Linked DNA regions of Gasterosteus aculeatus: region 1 is linked to region 2. A link is a contact called in public Hi-C data. All regions are on one chromosome and are shown on one strand. The core of a region is the stretch at or near the end of the contact, and the rest is flanking DNA. Distances in the headings are between cores, read along the strand shown.

Region 1 (2,700 bases), core at 186-2,685, 200 kb after region 2:
CTCGATCAAGTCTTCTTCAATACAGCATGATTGATATTTATGACGTTTCCACCGAGCGGTATACGGTACGGGTTGGGTCGGTACCCTTTTATTTGTGTCTCCACTGCCAAAAGTTGAGAAACCAGGTACCAAAAATCCGAACCGTACCGTACCACCTTTTGGGTACCCTTCCGTTGGGGTACCTGGCACAGGTGTTGTCGTCTCCTTGTGACAAACAGCCACATATCGAGAAGCAAGAACAGGATCGGCTGTACGTCCTCCATTGTGGTTTGCGGTTAGCTTTCAGTTTTCGCGCAATCGAATGACGTCAATCTACTTTCCGTCATATACCGCGCCTATCAAGTGACGTTATCACTACTTTCTCGAATACACCACGCCTATCAAGTAAGGGTACTGTTGGCGGTGGAAACGCTCGCCAAACCATGGTTAACAGACCCGACCCGTACCGTACCGCTCGGTGGAAACGCGCCATTAGTAAATGATGGTCCATTTACAGTCAAACAGACCATAAAGAGGGAGGTTGCTTTAGGGCGGGGCATCTATGATTGACAGGGTGTTTACCTAGCACACACACACATACGGCGTCTCAACGTCACTTCTTAGCCGTCCATATATTGGTCTATTCACAGGTTTCAAACCGTAACCCAAAATGGCGACCACCTTAATCCAAGATGGCGATGGCCAAAACAGCGGCCCACAAACCGGTGGGTGACGCCATGTTCACTACGTCCACTTCTCATATACGACGTGGCATCTACAGGGAAACCGCACACGCTGCCAGACAGGAAAATTGCTACAGGGCCGCGTGCAGAAAGGCGCCAAGGCACAAACTGCTCTTTCATTGAGTGTGTGTCTGTGTGTGTGTGTGTTGTGATGGACGACCGGTCTGAACGAGGCCTTGATAGAGGAACGAGACAGTAATAAGCAAACTCAATTAGCCCGGCTGTGAGCGTCTGTGTGGCGCGAAGCCTCCGGCCCGTCACTTACAGCGAGAGGAGACTCATAAATCCTGATTATTTTAGCTAACGAGAACTCGCTCCCATCTCAATGAATCACAGGTGAGTGCATCGGCGAGAAGCATCACGCGGGCCGGGGTGAACGCACACTCGCACGGGGGGGCGCGTGCACGCCTGGCACAACCGGGTTATTGGCTTAAGCAAAGAGGTTAATAAAGCCGAAATACCTGGGAACACCCCTTAGACCCCGAAGAACACGCAGACGGACTTTTGGTCTCCTCTCTCACCTCGTCTCCCAAAAATGCCGCATGGGCTGAGAAAATCCGATCGACAAGATTGGAAGATGGTGAAATATCGTGGATTTGTTTGTCTTATTGTAATTTATATGAAGCTTTGCGTGATTTGTTTGCTATGTTGTGAATGACGAGTTCAAATACAAACGCTCTGTCAGCTTCTGTGACCGTGTTCAAAAGCGACGTTAGCTTACATCCTCCGAATGGACGCAAATAGTGAGCCCAGCTCTGTCAAAGGGTTACCGCCGTATCAACATGTAGCTTATGTGTCTTATCTGTACTAAAACCAGGGGGTTTGAAGGGTTTATGTCTTCTGTCTATATTATTTCTTGGCTAACGGGTTAGCAATGCAACCACACAGGAGCTACGCTTTGGAGACTGTTTGACTTTTTAATGCAAAGCTATTCTACGCAGCTCTCAGCAGTGGCTTTTTTTATGTATATGCGCGGGAGCGGTTTAAATCTCTTCCTCTTAATTTGTCCAACGGTTGTGTCTTCTGTGTGGAAATACACTCACTTCAACGTACTCTCGAACCGGCTCCTTTCTCACGAATCGGTGGACCGGAGCCTCGAGAACACTCCGGCGTGGGAAGCAGGAGTCGTCTCAGCGGTGACGTTAGCTTGACTTAAACACAAAGAACTGTGGTTTTAGGGAGAGAGCGCGGAGGCTAACGTCAAACCGTAGACCACAACCTCTCCCCGTCTTTCATCTTTGTTTCTCCTCAGCGTTTGACCACAACTACTGTCTGAGCTGTCAATCATCTCTCATTCACACGCACGCTGCTGCTACAGAAGCTGCACAACGCCGGCGTGTTTGGACATCCACAGGCGGGACCTTCAGAGCCGGACAGGGTCAAGCGGACATTGTTCTGGAGAAGACACAAAGGCGCACACACACACACACATTCGCCTTGATCTGTCTTCACCCTTCTCTCTCTCTCTCACACACACAGTCTGAGAGCAATGGAGGACTCTAAAGCCGGAGGCGGCGGGACAACATCAAAGATTGAGGGAGTTGAATGCGCGGGAGGAAATTGCTGCTCCACCGCGGCGCGGCGGGATGACATCAGAGGCGGGGGGTGTCGGCTCCCGACGTCATGGCCCTACGTGGGGAAACGAACCGGGGGGAAGGTTCTGGCGTGACCGAGGGAAGTTTGGGAATACATTTGCATTGCTTTAAGCGCTTTGACTCGACTTGGGGATTGAGATGTGAACCGGAGTTCAGGCCGTGACTCATGTTTCTCCACGCAGACGTTCAGGGGCGGTCCCGGGACGTGTGCGTTGGCACTTTTTTGTATGAATTTAGCGGTTTCATTACACAGTTTTTCTTCTGTACAACCTCCACGACGACATTTTGTAATGAAAGCATCGATTGTGTTGCCATTTGTCAACAAGAAAAAAACGCTGCCTACCGCCAGGACGAATACAACATCCATATGCTGCCAGTGTAAT
Region 2 (2,700 bases), core at 166-2,665:
CTCATTGTAGTGTCGGAGATAAGCAAAACAGAAAAAAACAACCCACGCACAACGTATCGTCCCATCGGGGCGCGGCTCGTTTCAGGGGATGTTTGTAATCTCTGAGAAAAAGCAGAGCGAGCGAGGAAAGGACAACGCTGGCTTTGCGCAGCCAAGAACAAGCAGGGATTTCGTTGAGCAGATTGACAGAAGCAAATGTAAATCACGGCCGACGTTTCACGGGTGGGGAACTGCCCATAATCAGAGAAATACAGCGTCCCGGCGGAGCTGGCCTGTCGGATGGGAGAGCGGTGGGAGGCGGGAGGAGGAGTGTTTTTTTCTTTTTTTCGGAGAGGTATGTGATGTAAAGCGGTGGAAGCGGGACGGCAGCTGAAGCTGTCCAGCGCCCATGAATCAGGCTGAGGCACCGTGAAGCAGCGGCCCTCATAGGAGCCAGATGGGCCCTCGGCTCAACACTGGCAGGGATGAAGGAACACACACACACATACACACACACACGCTTGTGTGCACTGCAGATACAAACCTGAGAATGTGAGCAAAAGCAACACGCACATTTAATATAAAACAGCTTGGATTTGGAAGCGTGGAGTGCGCATAAACTACGCAAACTGACAGGAACAATTACAAACGGGGCTGAAGGCGACTCTTTGCTGTCCTGCTCCTAAATGGTGGAACGAGCTCTCTGATGACATCAGGACCGGCGAGAACCTTCACATCTTCAGACTACAGACCCACCTCTCCAGACTCCACCGCCACTAAAACACTAACAAACTGTAGCACTTAAATAGTACTTGTAATGTCTCTTATCTGTAACAAGTTGTAGATCGGCCTGTTTGATGAAATTGCACTTTCTTGTTTCTTGCTCTTCTGGGTTTGTCTCTTTATGGTTGAAATGCACTTATTGTCGCTTTGGATAAAAACATCAGCTAAATGACCTGTGATGTAATGTGATGTAAAAGGCGCACATGTGGCATTAATAAGTTACGGCGTGATCAAAAATGTTGGTTAAATAATTTAGAGTTTGATATAAAGCTTTGGACTTTATACTTACATTTATTACTCACAACTTTTTTTCCTTTCTTTGCTCTCGGTAACATTTAATCCTAAATGTTGCACACATGATTTCTCCATTAATCAACGCCGATATTGCAATGAGAGGTGTGACCAGGCCTGTGTGGCTAGCTTGTGCACCAGTTTGTTCAGCGAGTCAGCAATCTATTTATTAATACATAATGTCAAATATTCAACAATAACAAACACCTCTAGAGTTTCACTTTGCGCTGAGTTTAAACACTTTTAGTGCATTAGAAAAAGCACAGAAACGACACTCAGAACATCATATATATATATGAAAGTTGAAAGTTGGTTCACACGAGACCAGAAAGAAGAGGCGACATCAGCAAAGACAAAAGGAGGTGCAACCGACCCGCGGCCCTGTGATCGTCCGAGCAGGTCAGCGCTTCAATGGGGCTTGAAAAGTGTGTGTTTGCCGCGATGAATGGTTTCCCAAAGCCCATCATCCCTGTCTGCTCCACTTAAGTTAGACAGACTGTGACTGATTTCCAACCCGCGGTAAACCCGCGTGATCCCAGTTTACGGGCCACAAAAAGGGGAAGACGAGCCGAGGAGGCCGCGGCGCGTCTTTTTATGGACTCGGGGTGATTGTGGAGCTTCGCGTCTCCAGGACAAAGGCGCGTGGTGTCGGCTGTTTGTCTACACGCATTTATAGGTTTCCTCACAATTAACGCCAACAAAAAGAAGCTCCGTGACTCTCTTTTGCTCAGTCAGCTCGGATGTTGTTAACCAGCGATAATAATTTAAACTGAATATTTTTTCAAATGACCGCGTGCGTAAAATATGCAATAAACACACCTGGCTTTGTGACCATGTTCGTAAACGCTGGCGCTGATTATCATCTGTCACATTCAACGGGGCACGAGTTGATATAAACAATAAATCCAATCCAAGAGGAAAGTAAAGCAGACGCCGATGATTATAACCAGAAAGAAAAATGAAACCTTTCGGGGGGGAAGAAGCTGAGTGACATCGATCAGCTGCTCAGCCTCCAACACGTCAAACTGAATTAAAGTCTGCAAACTAATTAAAATTCCACTTCTCCGAGGAGGGATTCGTGTTCTTCTCAAGTCGTGCCTATAACTTCAGCCCAGACAACACAGATGTTTTGACAAACTGCAAACACGTCGTTGTGATTTCTCCTTCAGTTCAATGGAAACGCTGATTTCATTCAGCTTAATACACAGAAGTATTCGAGTCACTGACGTCCACTCGATGCGCATCCAAGTGTAGCGGCCGACTTCAGCCCGTTACGCTCAAATTCCAACGGGATTTCCACCCGGCGCCGCCTTCAGGGACCGTCGGAAACAATGCAGTCACATGTTCGGCTGACGCAGCTGACCCGAACGCAGTTAACTACAATACTGAAAAAGAGTTTTTTAACTTATTTTCCCCCTTTCTGTCTCTTTTTGAGTAAATTTCTATTTTCTTCTTATGTGTAATGAATGTTCGTCATATACATATTTAGGAGCTTAATGCAGGTTTACCCGAATGCGTTTTACTTTTGAATGATAAATAAATAAAATTCATTTGATATTTTTTAAACTAATTTAAATTTAGATGGTAAAATACCAGCAATTATTTAAAGCACCCAAATGTGCAGCGTCCTGCATCGATGGCTTGGGG

Evidence for each region. Hi-C and Micro-C count contacts between places; a contact is called where the count stands out from the background.
Region 1: a Hi-C map of skeletal muscle shows a contact between it and region 2, with 7 times the contacts expected there. The contact joins two enhancer-like sites. A contact is called at or near these places in 3 of 6 Hi-C or Micro-C datasets (skeletal muscle and whole body).

Annotation. Positions count from the first base shown.
Region 1 is chr1:2,342,481-2,345,180 of fGasAcu3.hap1.1, forward strand. No RefSeq gene overlaps it. Among protein-coding and RNA genes, the nearest start is that of pxylp1, 13 kb to the right of the region's middle. Within about 2 kb of position 1,436, at least 1 of the 9 cell types and tissues checked has open chromatin away from gene starts, as enhancers often do.
Region 2 is chr1:2,144,691-2,147,390 of fGasAcu3.hap1.1, forward strand. No RefSeq gene overlaps it. Among protein-coding and RNA genes, the nearest start is that of pax3b, 25 kb to the left of the region's middle. Within about 2 kb of position 1,416, at least 2 of the 9 cell types and tissues checked have open chromatin away from gene starts, as enhancers often do.